Linked DNA regions of Mus musculus: regions 2, 3, 4 and 5 are each linked to region 1. The links are chromatin contacts, called in public HiChIP or PLAC-seq maps. All regions are on one chromosome and are shown on one strand. Each heading gives the region's core, a stretch centred on a gene start, on an enhancer-like site or on the middle of the called end of the contact. The rest is flanking DNA. Distances are from core to core; before and after follow the strand shown. Region 1 has its middle 67 kb from the start of Fam76b. Region 2 overlaps Sesn3 (sestrin 3). Region 3 has its middle 20 kb from the start of Gm34069. Region 4 has its middle 5.9 kb from the start of Gm51286. Region 5 has its middle 20 kb from the start of Gm51286.

What was found. HiChIP or PLAC-seq counts read pairs in DNA pulled down with a chosen protein or histone mark.
Region 2: an H3K27ac HiChIP or PLAC-seq map of regulatory T cells shows a contact between it and region 1, with 7 times the contacts expected there. The contact joins two enhancer-like sites. A contact is called at or near these places in 3 of 15 datasets of contacts at CTCF or cohesin (CD8 T cells, the NIH/3T3 cell line and large pre-B cells), 18 of 484 Hi-C or Micro-C datasets (CD4 T cells, CD8 T cells, Th1 cells and 10 more) and 5 of 115 datasets of contacts at active chromatin or transcription factors (CD8 T cells, embryonic basal ganglia, regulatory T cells and 1 more).
Region 3: a contact with region 1 is called in an H3K27ac HiChIP or PLAC-seq map of T-cell acute lymphoblastic leukemia, with 5 times the contacts expected there. The contact joins two enhancer-like sites. A contact is called at or near these places in 3 of 15 datasets of contacts at CTCF or cohesin (the NIH/3T3 cell line, large pre-B cells and pro-B cells), 3 of 484 Hi-C or Micro-C datasets (bone marrow-derived macrophages, embryonic fibroblasts and regulatory T cells), 9 of 115 datasets of contacts at active chromatin or transcription factors (CD8 T cells, T-cell acute lymphoblastic leukemia, Th17 cells and 6 more) and 1 of 9 other capture datasets (liver).
Region 4: a contact with region 1 is called in a BATF HiChIP or PLAC-seq map of CD8 T cells, with 10 read pairs. The contact joins two enhancer-like sites. A contact is called at or near these places in 1 of 39 promoter capture datasets (the 3T3-L1 cell line), 4 of 15 datasets of contacts at CTCF or cohesin (CD8 T cells, the NIH/3T3 cell line, large pre-B cells and 1 more), 21 of 484 Hi-C or Micro-C datasets (the 3T3-L1 cell line, the C2C12 cell line, CD8 T cells and 12 more), 19 of 115 datasets of contacts at active chromatin or transcription factors (CD8 T cells, SST interneurons, Th17 cells and 13 more) and 2 of 9 other capture datasets (adipose tissue and embryonic stem cells).
Region 5: a contact with region 1 is called in an H3K27ac HiChIP or PLAC-seq map of thymic regulatory T cells, with 5 times the contacts expected there. The contact joins two enhancer-like sites. A contact is called at or near these places in 3 of 15 datasets of contacts at CTCF or cohesin (CD8 T cells, large pre-B cells and pro-B cells), 23 of 484 Hi-C or Micro-C datasets (the C10 cell line, CD4 T cells, the N1E-115 cell line and 13 more) and 10 of 115 datasets of contacts at active chromatin or transcription factors (CD8 T cells, SST interneurons, Th17 cells and 7 more).

The regions. Positions count from the first base shown.
Region 1 is chr9:13,893,360-13,896,059 of GRCm38.p6, reverse strand. No RefSeq gene overlaps it. Among named protein-coding and RNA genes, the nearest start is that of Fam76b, 67 kb to the right of the region's middle. Within about 2 kb of position 1,364, at least 90 of the 459 cell types and tissues checked have an H3K27ac peak or open chromatin away from gene starts, as enhancers often do. A contact at or near this core is called in CD8 T cells, SST interneurons, T-cell acute lymphoblastic leukemia and 12 more, where this site is marked.
Region 2 is chr9:14,292,598-14,295,406 of GRCm38.p6, reverse strand. The region is part of intron 1 of Sesn3 (sestrin 3); the gene reads right to left. Among named protein-coding and RNA genes, the nearest start is that of Sesn3, 18 kb to the right of the region's middle. Within about 2 kb of position 1,351, at least 38 of the 459 cell types and tissues checked have an H3K27ac peak or open chromatin away from gene starts, as enhancers often do. A contact at or near this core is called in CD8 T cells and regulatory T cells, where this site is marked.
Region 3 is chr9:14,243,293-14,246,041 of GRCm38.p6, reverse strand. No RefSeq gene overlaps it. Among named protein-coding and RNA genes, the nearest start is that of Gm34069, 20 kb to the left of the region's middle. Within about 2 kb of position 1,276, at least 101 of the 459 cell types and tissues checked have an H3K27ac peak or open chromatin away from gene starts, as enhancers often do. A contact at or near this core is called in CD8 T cells, T-cell acute lymphoblastic leukemia, bone marrow-derived macrophages and 4 more, where this site is marked.
Region 4 is chr9:14,172,828-14,175,527 of GRCm38.p6, reverse strand. No RefSeq gene overlaps it. Among named protein-coding and RNA genes, the nearest start is that of Gm51286, 5.9 kb to the left of the region's middle. Within about 2 kb of position 1,372, at least 185 of the 459 cell types and tissues checked have an H3K27ac peak or open chromatin away from gene starts, as enhancers often do. A contact at or near this core is called in CD8 T cells, SST interneurons, Th1 cells and 6 more, where this site is marked.
Region 5 is chr9:14,198,738-14,201,605 of GRCm38.p6, reverse strand. No RefSeq gene overlaps it. Among named protein-coding and RNA genes, the nearest start is that of Gm51286, 20 kb to the right of the region's middle. Within about 2 kb of position 1,450, at least 87 of the 459 cell types and tissues checked have an H3K27ac peak or open chromatin away from gene starts, as enhancers often do. A contact at or near this core is called in CD8 T cells, Th17 cells, regulatory T cell precursor and 2 more, where this site is marked.

The DNA.
Region 1 (2,700 bases), core at 115-2,614:
ATGTTCTCTGCACATCACAAAGGATGCGGTTCCCTCCTCTGCTTCTCTGGCGTTAAATGCATAAGAGAAGCCCTTTTGGAAGGAGGGGACCTGCAGAATAAATTTCCTGCTTCTCTTACTTGTAATAAGCTGTTGCAGAAGGCCTTCACTGTCATCATTGGCTTTGTCTTCAAGCAAACGCAAAGGACTATTCAGCATCTGTTTATGCTTGCCAGCTGAACAGGCACAATTCACAGTAACAGATCCTGAACCTGAGAGGGCTCCAGGCTGAGACAGCTGACATTTACAAGGCCAGTCCTCAGAGAAGACAGTAGGGCAGTAGTTACTGAACCATATCTGTGTGAGGTTAATGGTCATGTTCATACGCCATACGGAGAAACCACGAAGAGGGAAGGATGCTGTCCAAATCAGAGCAGCGGGGACCAGAGGATACTGGGAGTTTGAGATAAAAAGAAAATTACCTAGAATTCTTTTTTTTTTTTTTTTTTTTTTTTTGATTAGTGCTAACTTGAGTCATCCTTTCCTTGGGAAAGAAGAGTAGACTGGGATGTGACTTACAATCTACAGTTATTAATTAATCTGTGATCCAACCTTATCATATTCACAGATTCTGGAACATCCACAGGATCATGCGGCTGACCTTCAGGAATGCTGGATCTCACATCTAAATCCCTGAGAAAAGTCCACAGTGTTCTATAATGAAATTTAGCTGCTAATTAAACATAGCAGAGTACAAACCCCCCATAAAAGGACTTGTGGGGCAGTGTCTTCAGCAAACTTCCTTTCCCATGTAGGACAAAGTCCTACCGCATGAAAGATTCAAAGCAGGTGTCCCCACCATCCCTGTGTGAGCAGTACATGCCTAAACACAAATACTTTTATTTTCCCCAGTCGCTGGGTTCCTGGGTTTCATGAAGGACTCGTTCAGCTCTGTCAACTGAATGGAACGTCACTGTACATCGGGACAGACTGATCAAGTTCAGGGCATATCATTCACTTTCATCCTTCTGTCTACTGTGCTGTTAGCAAGAGTTGGTCAAGCCCTGTGTGGATGCTGAGGAAATTAAAAAGCTCCATGAAGAATAGGCTCGAAGACACTACCTCCTGTGTCTACCGGGATGAGTGAGGGTCCCCTTCTCCTGTGCTGGTGCCCGTAGAGTTTCCAACCTCACCTAAGAACAAGCGGGATTAAGTTTCTCTGTAAAATGTAGACAGAATCTTCACATTCAACCTTTACATAACATGTTTTGTTTCACTACATTCGAGGGACTTTCCTAAAGCAAGGATCTTTATCTTTGCAGCTACCTCTGTGTGTGCAAGCTTGGTTTCTTTTCTCTCTGGCAGCTTCCTCCAGAGCCTTAGCCTTACCAGCATCCTGTGACTCACACTTTCATTTCTTGTAAGTCGACACAGAGAGCTGTCCCTGACGCGCTTGGAGTGATGGATTAAAAATATTCAAGAGAAAAAATAACAAACGCAGTTACACTTAAACCATGTGGGATGCCTCCTATCTCTCCCCCTTTCGTTTCTTTCTCGTTGGCTTTCTACTGTCAACCTGCTTGTCACCAACAGTGGGTGTCAACCTGTCAGTTAACTGTCTATCACAATACATCACCTTTATTAGAGGAGTTGCAGAGCAAGCCTGTGGTCCCTCATTGATTTGCCTGTTGCACCCCACATGCTGCCTCTCCCTGCACCTAGTGATTTTCTCCTTCCCATAGCTGGGGCAGCCAGGCTCACTGCCTTCCCTCGCTCTCAGGCCAGTTATTTCCCTTTCCCGGATTACTCTGTTAACTTCACAATTGCAAAGAGCATGGCATTCGTTCCTCAAGGGTCCTACTGCATGAAAATAAAGATGCCATGCCTAATTCCAAGCCTGGGGTGAAAGCAGAAATGGGAGGTGGTGAGATATAGTATGTGGCAGTTCAGATGGAGGAGCCTCAATAGGCATAGATACCACAGACATCTATGAGCTCTCTGTTGAGGACAGTTTTCCAAAAGATGCACTAATCCTAACCCTAACCTCAATCCTAACCCTAACCCTTGTTAGTACAAACACTGACCTTTGTTGAGCTGTCTTTCCAAAGAAAGGGTACCCTGAACCTGTAAAGGAAAGAAGTGCTCACTACCCATCACAATGGGTTAAGGTTCATAATGCTCAAGACCCCCTCCTGTTAAATAATCTACTCCACGTGCAGATGTTGCCCATACCTCTTCACAGTCTACACTGCTGCTATTCCAGCTTAGTAAACTCTCTCTCTCTCTTTCTCTCTCTCTCTCCTCTCTCTCTCTCTCTCCCCTCTCCATCCTCTCCTCCCTCTCCCCACTCTTCCCCCTTTCCTCTCCCTCTCCCTCTCTCCCTCTCCCCCTCCCCCTCCCTCTCCCTCCTCTCTCTCTCTCCCTCCCTCCCTCCCTCCCTCCCCCTCTCTCTCCTTCTTCTCCTCCCCTCCCTCCCTCTCTCTCCCCCTCTCTCTTTCCTCATATTATTATTCTGATATTCCACCTATTTCGAGTACTCTGAGTAATAACATCCTTTGTTTTACCCCAAAGAGTTTTGTATGTTCTGTGAAAAGCATCTAAGAAACTACCCAGCTAATATATTCACTTATATGTGGGGGGGGGGGGAAGCTCAATCCCTCACAGTTTTTGAGATTTTTTTTAGCTGTCAATAAGAACATTAGGCAGATGAAAACTTAGAGG
Region 2 (2,809 bases), core at 102-2,601, 400 kb before region 1:
CTGCTAATTATAAGTCTGGTTTCACAGAATATTAGGAAGGCCTGACTTCTACAAAAAGACAGCGAGGCTTCCATAACAATAAAAACTTACCTTAAATCTTAAAAAGCTTTCCCTATTAAAATCATATTCCAATTAGATAAGAGAACTTAAAATTGGGAGTTTGAGAAAACAAAATTCCCATAAGCGATGATTAGAGCTACAGAGCATTCTAGTATGCAGTAAATGCTCAGGTGCCAACTAGGCCTTCTGAAGAAACACACAAACAAAAGCAGCAGTCTTGGCATGGGGAGCTCGAGTTCTGAATCAAGCATCTACGAGCAGCTCAAGGAGACAAAGCCAAACAGCTTTTGTTACTCTAGTGGGAACAGCACAATTTTCAGGTTTTTATTTATTTGTTTTTAACAACACAGACCACTTAGCTTAAAGAAATCAGGGTACCAAACTAAGCACATTTGATCCACATAGATTCACAAAATGTGTAAGCATTTAGTTAATAAAAACCAGTCATCCTTTATACCCAGAATTGTCAGATGCAGCAAGAACTCATCTTCACTTAATCTGAAAAAGTCATTTTACAGAGTCCTGGGAATACAACTACACAAGTTCCTAAGATGCCTGACTTTACAGCAAATCGCGTTAAACTTTGGGTTTATTTATTTATTTTTTTACTAGCTTTAAGGAAACATCTCTTAATTTTTGTCTGGAACAGAAATGAACACAGCCCATACACTAAATGCCCATGGACTTCATCTCTGTTCAAGTTTGTTAATTCCTCTGATAGCAGACTCCAAGACTGTCCTAATTTGATGTGAGGAAACTCACAATGGGTTGGAATCTGAGTTTAAACCGGAACCGAGCCCAAGGAGATGACGTAGTAGGAAGTGCTTACCTGACACAACATGACAACTTGAGTGCAAGTTGTCCTCTGGTCTCCACATGCGCACACACTAAAATAAGCTCCTTTAAAACACTGCTCATAACCTTTGTTTTGTTGTTGTTGTTTTTTGGTTTTTCGAGACAGGGTTTCTCTGTGTAGCCCTGGCTGTCCTGGAACTCACTCTGTAGACCAGGCTGGCCTCGAACTCAGAAATCCGCCTGCCTCTGCCTCCCAAGTGCTGGGATTAAAGGCGTGCGCCACCACGCCCGCCCTGCTCCATAACCTTTTAAATATCAGTACCTCTTTATTATCTTAAAAAGAATGAATCTCAAATGGTTTTGCTTATGGATTACAGTTATCAATAACCACATTAGAAATTAAAGAAAACATGAAAACCACTTAATACTCTGAAAAGTAAGAAGAGAGGCTAGTGATGCAGCTCTGTGGTACAGGATGTGGTCAGTCTCTGCCAGCCCCTGGATTCAAGCCCCAGCAGTTCTCACCCACCAAAAAAAGGAACAGTGAAAATAAGAATAATAGACCCATTACATATTAACAAAAGGGATTGTTTGAAAACTATAATTTAGAAAAAAATTTGAAGAGAGTTTTTCTTCTTTTGTGTAAATATTTAGCTTAATTAAACACAGCTGGATTTTCATGTACACTCTGGTACTCATCTGCTGCTATAGGTCATAGTGACTGAAAATCACAAAGAGAATCTGGCTCAGAAATATGTGGCTGACAGTCAAGATTAACCATTACAATATGAGTAACCATCTCTGGGCAGTAGCCATTTTAAGCATTGTTCTGAAATCCTGGACTCATATCTGTCTACTAGACTATAGAAAGTATATAAAAAGTATAGACGTATACAAAGTATAAACTCTCCTGAAAGGAGGTCACTACTTGATGAAGGGATACAGAGAGTAAACAAGGATCACAGAGTACTATGTGACTGGACATCAGTGAAGGCTACACTGCAGCAAGAGCTGCAAGACCTGCTCTTGCTTCTTTTAACCAGCACGAGAGCTTGTTACTGGAGGAGGCATGGGTCTTCCTATCTGGAATGAGAGATAAAACAATTCTAAGAGCCTATTTGCATTAACATGGCATGCTTAAGCTATGATATTGCCTGAGTGCTGATAAAATGTTTTCAGAAACACCAGTGCTGTGGGGCTCAAGCCTTCAAGCTCTTCTAGGAATGCAGATCTATTTGTAGGAGTCACAATGGCGCTGTTTCCCTTCCCCATAGACATGAGGTAAATCACGATCTTGTCCCTGCTTTCTAACTGTATAGGATCAGCAGCAGCAATCAGAAACAAAAGAAGAACACTGTAAACAATTTCCCTATTATTCTTGCTAATTTTAAATAAGTTTTAGTGTTTTAAAAGTGAATATTTTGTGGTAGCTAGATGGCTCAGTAGGTAAAGGTGCTTGCCCCTAGGGCTGACCGGCTGAGTTAGCTCTCCAGGGTCCACCTGGTAGAAGGGATTGACTCCCCAAAGCTGTCCTCTGATCCCCAGGTGACACCCATCATGAACAAATGTAAGAGGAAATGGGACACTGATGACTTTCCTTAAATAATGAGCTCATAAACTATTAGGTTTTGGATTCTTTTGATTAAACATTATAAGGCCAAGACTATAAACAAAATCATGTTCTATATAATTTGCCCTTTCCCTATAGAATGCCTTTAAATATAATATTCTTTTCAGTGTTCTACATTCTTGGTTCAGATAGCTTAATAGATAAGGTGCTTTTGTGTGTGAGGGCCTGAGATCCTGAGTTCCATCCCAACTCTAGACAGAGTTGCTCTTTTGACTGTCACATGTGAGCCAGAGCACACTCAGTTGTTCTCATGTGCACACACACACATGCGCACGCACATACAAACAGACAGAACATACCGTACTTAAGAAAATTAAATCTATA
Region 3 (2,749 bases), core at 27-2,526, 350 kb before region 1:
TCAATGGGAAGTTCTGATGTGGCTTGCAGACTGCCTCCCGGGTGAGGAAGGGGTGCAGGATTTCTGAAAACATGAAGTTTGTCTCCAAACATCTTGTCAGTCTTCAAGGTCTTGGTAGACAGTGGCAGCAGTACCAGAAAGGTGTACACCTTTCTGAAGGGTTAAACCTGCCTACCCAGCCTCACTTCCTGCCATACCTCCCAGGCACAAACCTTGTCCGCTTGAGCCAGAAAGCATTCTCTCCTGTGAGGGGTGAAAGCTCTTCTTTCCAAAGGAAACAAGTATCTGACAAGGAGATAGTGATTTTCCATCTCTCTTCTTTCAGAGTCGCTGGTAGACTTCAGGAAGCATCATAGATGGAGTTATTAGTCTTCATCTGATACAACCTTTCTCTTTTGATAATTTGTGTCTTGGCTGACAGTCTCCTTTTTTTCATTAGTGAAATGAAAACAAGTTTCATAAAAATGAGTTAATTTGAGCTAATTAGGGACATACCATTCTGAACGTACTCAAAGGACTGACTTTGAGAAGCTAGAGAAAAGCAGAGCATGTTGCCAAGAGAGCCTTACTTTTGGATGCAGGTGCCTGCCTGTGCTCATGGACTGGCTCCCCACTTAGCAGCACGCTCTAGCCCGCAGGTGCAGACCAGGGCAATGCTCAGATCCAAGGATGACTATAAAGATAAACAACCTTTCACACAGAGGTTCACTGGCTGAAAACAGAGTAGTTGAGTAGATGGCTACTCAATAATTCATGGCCCTCTCTCCCCGTTAAACTGGAAATAAACAACTTGTTGGCAAATAGACATCCCAGAGAGACCCACAAATACTGTGGGATTTGTAATTAGCATGTAAAAGGATCGCTTCCAAAGCTGTAAGCTTGTTGTGCCCCACGGGTTCCTGGGAACACTGGGAAGGCCTTGTTTACACTCCGGCATTCATTTGCTTAGCAAATCCTCACTTTAAAGGCAACATTAAATTTCAGGGGTTTTTCCTGTTTGATTGACCTCAGATAGCAAATGAAGGTGTGATCTAAGTTTCACTGTTCTGGAAGTCTTGAGAGTAATGCAAGGGAACTCCTAAAGATTCTATAGCACCCTTTGTGTGTTCAAGGGCGATAGAGCAGGTGAAACCCCTGAAGCAACAACAGCATTCCCTGTCTCTTCGTGCTCCTTGTATACAGAGAGGTTTAGAAAAGCGGTTACTGGGGTGAAGCAGGAGCCTGTGTCGGGGTGAAAACCCCAGAGGCAGGTTATAGGCCACAACCACTGCAGTGCAGAAGTCGGAGGAAGTGGGGTGCAGGTACACTTCCTGGGTAAGCTCACCAGCTGTTTTGACCTCTGGTTCCTTATTAGTCGGTAGTCAAGGAGACAACGGGAAATGGCAACATCTGACTATTTTCGTCCAGCCTTTTTCTTAGAGACCGTGCACTTGCTGACAAAGTAATGCACTGGGCCTAGGGTTCAGCTTACCACAGTGCCTTCTTCCCATTAGTCACAAACAGACTGGGCATGCTCAGAGATTTCAGGACAAGGGCAGCAGAATAGAGAAACGAGAAAGCTGAGATTCTCCTGTTGTCCTGCCATGCACCATTGAAGTTTACATAGAGATGGCATTAATAAAGACTGCAGCTAGAGCCTTGCCTGGAAGTAGAGATTGACCTGATTTTGATTTTGAATCAAGGAGCCATTCATTCCCTTATGGGCCCGATCAGATCTTAGCCTGTACTTGAGCAAGGGGAAGCCAGTTTATTCCAAGAGGGTGTCATTTTGTATGGGAACATATGGATGTGATGTCGTGGGTTACAGTGGCATGAGTAAGGTCAGCTCTTTATTTGCTATGTTGCATCTGGGAGTGAAATTGGAGTTAGGCAGATTTCTTCTCCAGTGCTACCGAGGAATACTGCAGAGAGATTGCTCCAGCCTAGCCACTAAGCCAGGGACTCCAAAACCTGCTGGCTAACTAGGCACAGAAGAATCAGAATTCCCCTGGAGGTTTTAGTGCGAGCTGGTGGGGCCTAGACCTTAATTTTGGGTGTCTAGTCTCCAAAAGTATGATGAGACAATGCACTAGGCTGCTTTAAGTTGCATAGCTAATGGTTCTTTTTAAACAGCCTTAGCAAATTAACACATGGTGACAAGAAAAATGACTGATGCCACCAGGGCAGCAGAGGAAGCTGCCCACTGTATGGAGATGGGTCAGACACTTTACCTTTCTGGAAGAAAGTTTTCTTAGTGGTGTTGTAGGGGTAGAATACATAGGTCAAAAGGAGCAGTGGGATATTGAGTTGCTCCCCAGTATTCTGTGGGTTTTCTTCCTCTGACATCACTCTAGAGTTTCTGAAGAGACAGAGTAAAAGAGAGAAGAGGGGTGGGCACAGAGCCACCTTACTGTTGTGTGGCTCAGCCTTATTCAGTGCGCAGAGCCTGGCTGTCTCTGAATTGGGTGGCTATCTTCTGTGAGCCATTTTTTGCTATCTCTGGATTGGATGTGTGCAGACCCTGGCTGTCTCTGGATTGGGTGACTATCTTCTGCGAGTCCTTTTTGCTTCTTCGTGACTCAGTTTGCTGAACAAGGCTTGGGCTAGGTGGAAAGGTTGTGGTGCCTGTGGCCCTTGACTGACAGGCCTTCTTCCCCAGGGCAGAGCATCAGCTGGTGGCCTCAGTGTCACACTCTGGGCAGGAGAATTATTTGCTGAATTATCCTGAGAACATCATGTATTGGGTACTTGGTATGCATCAAATCTCTCT
Region 4 (2,700 bases), core at 123-2,622, 280 kb before region 1:
AGTGGCTCTGGCAGCCAGCCAGGAGCAGCTCCATAGCTGCCCCTTCACTTTGCATCTGTTCTCTGACCTCTTTAGCTCACCAAGCTGCCACGTGCTATTTCTCTTCAGGCTGTTAATAAAATAGGTGCATGAGCGTGCACGAGCATGCACATGCACACACACAAATACACACACACACACACACACACACACACACACACTCCAGAGATCTTAACAGAAAACAAGTCCATGCTTGTGGGGAGCCTAGACAGGCCAGGGAAGCAAGGCTGTGGTGGCTGAGCCGTGAACTTTCAGTTTCCTATCCTGCCAGATGGTTTCCACCTCCATTTCAGTTCCAGAATGCCTTAAAGCTCAGGGCTAGCAGCCTGCCTACCTTAGTGACATCTGTGTTTCTAGGAAGCCAGTCTTCTGCAAGTCCCTTCCCAGCCTGCTTCCTCTGGCAGGGCACCACTGCCTTTGTCAGAGGTCTCAATGGAAGCTCCTTAAAAAGCAATACTCACAAGTGAAGGGACACTCACAGCCTATGTGTCTTTTGCAGTTGACAGCAATTTCAGGGAAGACACTAACTCACTTGACTCCTCAGCACAAGATTAGTAGCAATCCCACTCCTGGTTGAGGTAATGAACCTGGGTGCTCTGAAGAGGGCATGCGCACTGAGGATCTGAGACTTGTCTCTTTTCCCTTCCCAGAGTAGCTCTGGTCCCTTTCCACCTACATCATTCAGAGCAGCTGTGTTTGCTGAACTGTCCCATGGAGTGGGAGGCCTAGAAAGTGTTTGTCACCTCTGTGAACACAGTGTGTCTCAAACACAGTAGGTTCTAGAGACTGTTTGCAGAATGGATGAATGAATGGATGAATGAATGAATGAATGAATGAATGAATGAACAGAGGTGTGTTTATCAAGCCCACCCACACCGCAATCAGTTTCTAACAGGTTCTCAGCAGTTGACCAAGCCTGGTGCCCTCTGACAGTGGTACAGGGTCCTTCACCTTGCAGGGTCTCATTCATCTCCTGTCTTCACACTGGGTACTGGTCCTTTGCATCCTTCTAGGGGCTGAGCCAAGACAGCTGCTTTTCCACTCTGGTCTTTTCCCAGTTGAATCCCTGCTTTTATCCACCCACCCCCACCCCACCCTGTGAAACCTTTCCACCTGGCTCGAAGCCAGAGAGGCCTCTAAGTCACACTCAGAATTTCCATGACAGTAAACAGACTAAAAAAACCCCAAAGCTTCCCAGACTCTGAGAGGTCTCTTCCAATCCCACCGTGCCTGGCAGCATCCTCCCCGCACCCCACTTTAATACAGGCCTGTGGAAGGTCAATGACTCCTTTAAAAATAAAGGCGTGGTGGCTGAGTGCCCAGCTAGAACCAGCTGACAGTGCAGTTCTGTACAGCCAGCCCTCTCTTCTCTGCAGCAGCCTCCAGGCAATCTTTTCTCTAAGGTCTGCAATCTATTATGCTACAGTTAACTGCCACATTCAAATGTAAAAACAGATCCTTGGATCAACACCCCATAAAAAGCCAAGAAAAACGTGGTGGTGTTCTTTCCTGGCTTGAGCTTAGAGATTTGCAAGGGGAGAATCCTGGGCCAGAGAGGGCCAGGTGCCCTTGCTGGTTCACTGTAACTCCAGCAAGTTAGAGTCCCGGCACGCTGCAGCACTTCTAGGCATTGGCACCCTTGCTGGGGAGAGGAGGAGCAAGAGATGCCAGAGGACCAGTGACCAAAGTCCTGCACAGGAGCAGAGAGTGGAGCAGAGAGTGCTGGCTAGAGGCCTGCCAGCGCTTTCGTTTCACCCAGCTCCCTCTTTGATTCCGGTCTGGACTGGATCATCCTCGAAGATGGCTCTTTTAGACCTCCGCTCAAAACCTGCTACCCAGCTAAAATACAGATGTTTTCTTAAAACAAAGAACCATCACGCCTGCGGCGCGGAGAGCCTGGCTGCGCGCGCCGAAACACAGATTTTCATGCTTCCATGGACATGACTTGCTTTGCTGCACAAAATGAAAAAAAAAAAAAAAGTTTGTTAGGAAAGATCATAGGTGCATTTGAAGCTTTGGAAGAAAGCTGCTTTTATTCCCATTCCTGTGAGCTCCTTACCTTCCTCCCGAGCCTTGGGAGCAGTAAGCATAAAGTGGCAAGGATATTCTAATAACCAGATTTAATCTGTTCGCCAGGCAGTTGCTATAGCCACGCCCGTCTCCTTACACCTGTAGGCTGCTGCTCGTCCTGTGTCTGCCTGGCTGGACCAGCTGTTGCCCACCAGCTCTTGAGATCACAGTTTCTCTTCTGTGCCTTAAGAAGGTTTGATACCTTGTTACCACAGATATACATTTCCCCCATATTTTCCCTCTTCACCTGTTTTTTAACGAGTATTTGGGTTGTTTCTCTATATTGGCCATTATAAATAATCCAGAGTTTACATTTAATCCAAATGCAATCAGAGTTAAATATGCAACCTGCTCTTGGTGCAGAACTTGAATTCATTGTGTGGCCCACGTGGCCATGGTCAGGTCCCAGTTTCTATACTGTCTCTTGTTCCGTGAGGGTAGCTTAGTACACATGGGGCACACAGAGTATGTGTCAAATGGGTACAAAGACAAATTGGAAAGCAGGTTCTACAACAGTTTCAGTCGTAGTGGAGAACCCAAGAAAGACGACAGTGCCAAAGGCATGCTGCCTCCTGCTTTGGAGACTCGAGG
Region 5 (2,868 bases), core at 201-2,700, 310 kb before region 1:
GTCAAGAAAAGAAGAGTCTAGAAGAATGGTGTGGGAGGGGAAGACGAGCCAGCAGATAACAGTGTGGATGAGAGAGAAGATGGGAAGGGGAGAAACAGGGCTGCTCAGGACTGAACCAAGAAGCAGAGAGAGGAATCCAAGGGGCGGACAGCTGTGTGCCTGCCTTAGAAACACCCAGCAACAGGGAAGACTTGGAGACACATGAAGGTCTGAGATGTGCTGGGGATGGTTAAAGGTCTGGGCTCTGGAAGGGCTGTCTGAGATAAAGGCCCCGAACTGTGCATGTGTGTGCTTGAGTGTGTGTGTGCGTGTGTTTGTGTGTGGCTTCGGGGGAAGTGGTGTTATCAGTGTTAATGGGAACACTGCACTCACTGTCTCTTAGTGAACTGAATTAAAGCTTATAGTTCAGTGCTTGGCTCACAGCAACTGCTTAAACACCAGCTATACCCACTTTGTGCCTCACCTGATCTGGTACCTTATATGTTGATCCTGTGTCTTTTTGTTCCCTCCCCAGGGAGGGGGATGCCGAAGGGGCCTGAGCATCCTTTCTTCCTTTGAGTAGCAGGTACTAGAGTGTGTTGGGGAGGAAGTTCCATATCCTCTTAGACAAGCCTTTGGCGTGTTCACTCTGTCACGGCATGCTATTTTTTCTCAAGTGAGAACACAACAGTGCCCCTAGGAAAAATGGCACACCAAGCCTCAGTTTACACACGCATGTGTTTAGAGAGCCCAGTCTCTCATCTGAAAATGATTTTTTTTTCTATTTTAATAGCTCACTCCACTGCTGGTCTAAGTCAGCCCCGGGCTAAGGTGGTACTGGTGGAAGGTAAGTTGGAGGAGCCGACTTTAACACACAGGGCACACCCTGGTGCTGCCAGGATAGCTGTTCTCAGCTGGGGAGCACTCATCCTGAGTTCCCTACAGTAGGAAGAACACTGAGGGACAGCTGTCCTTGGGGATGGTTATTAGAGGTGGTGAAATGTCTCCTGAGGGACAAAGGAAGGACAAAGCAGCCTTGTGGGGAGCCATGAACGTGGAGTCATTACCTCTCCACAGCCTGCATTACAGGATGGTCAAGTATGAAGGAAGTTAGGTGCTAGATGATTTCATCAGACCAGATGTCTTGTGTAAACACTTTCCCGCCCCCAACCTTTGCAGCCGTGGTAAAGTTGCCAGAAAGCCCTGGTGTGCTCTGCCCAACCATGCATACCATTTAGATCACTGTAACTAGAAAATATTCCTCCAGATCCCCAAAGGTTCTCCTCTCTCCTCTCTTCTCCCTGCAGACATGTTTCTCTGTAAATACCTCAGCTTGGCTCTGAATCACAGATCAAAGCCATTCTTCATTCATCTCCGGAAACTGAATGGCAACTTATAATGTCTGTGGTTTTCACTAATCTGTTTTCATGTCATTTTACTTGAAATCAACAGAAGGCTGCTCACAATGGCACACTGAACTGCCCCATGGAGCCAACGTAATTCAAGCAGACCACACCCGGGTCTCAGAACCCAGAGGTAGATGGAGCCTTTCTCGGATTCAGCATTAATCGGTGTAAACAACTTGTTTTGATGAGAGCCAGAGACAACCACAAAAATTCGTGGTTATCATGAAAGACAACTCAATCCCTTTCTCTTCCCACCCCTTTCTGTACTGCCCAGTGACATCTGTGGATTTGTCAATTTAACCGCCATAAAGGAAGGGCAGAGGTTGGACTGTTTCCCTCACAGAACATGTGGATAGGCAGTTCTGGAACCTTCTGAGAATGGCTCATTTGCAGAGCTTTGTGAGAATTCTAGAATGGGAGGATTCTGTTTCCTTCTGCCTTGTTTTCCACTCAAGACCAAAGTCCTGAAGGCAGTCACTATGTCTGTCTTAGAAGCGGCTTTTCTGAGACATGGCTACTATTATTTGCATTCACCTTCAGCTTTTACGGCAGAAGAAGGGTTGGGAGAGTCTTTTAGTGGCTGCAAGGCTGGTGGGGCAAGATAGCCCAGGAGCCTGGGAGCTAGTGGTAGGTATTCCACAAAGTATCAAGTTAAATTCGTCACTGAGCAAACCTACTGGGTAAGCCTAACGGGTCTCCAGCAATGCTGGATAAAATGAGAGGATGAGTGATTTTTATCACTGAAGAGTTTCTCTGACTATAGAGAGCTTAGCTGGCACCTACACGAGCAAACTTCACTGCTGAGCAGGCATCTCCAAGGCCTGCAAGTGCCTTGGGTTGAATCCCAGGACCATCTTTCTCTAAGCTACTAGCAGCTGTCATTGCCACAGTTAGGCTCCAGAAGTTTCTCTTTGATCTTCTCCTTGGTGATGTACTGACCTCGAAAAGGAGTTTAGGGAGTGGGGATAAGGGCGGGGTAGATTTCCTCTTTACTCTCAGTTCAGCTTTCCAGTGAGGCATACTGCCCCATATGCTGTACCTCCATTAATAAAGAAATGTCAGATTCAGTGCTTTCATCTTATACACAAAGACATTGACTCCTGAGAGAGCAACGCTGCTGGGAGTGGAACCTTATAAGCCATGCCCCAACCCATCCCCACACGCCATGCTGGAGTATTGACAGGCTTGATCATGTGCAGGTCTTCTGCAGACCACCCCAGCAGGTGAGGATCGTGATTGAGGCTTCCTGATGTGCCCAGAAGACACAAGTTTGCAGCAGCCCTCCCCAATCTCTGGCTCTTCCACAATATGATTTCCCCTGTGCCTTGTATATATGAGGAGTAGAGAAGTCCAATTAGGGCTAAATGATTCTTATGTGTCAAAAGCAAGCTTTCCTTAATGCAGTCTGCTCATGGAGACATACAAGGTTAAGGTTAAGGCATCATGGGATGAACACAGCCAGGGACAGGCAGTAAAGTAGGTC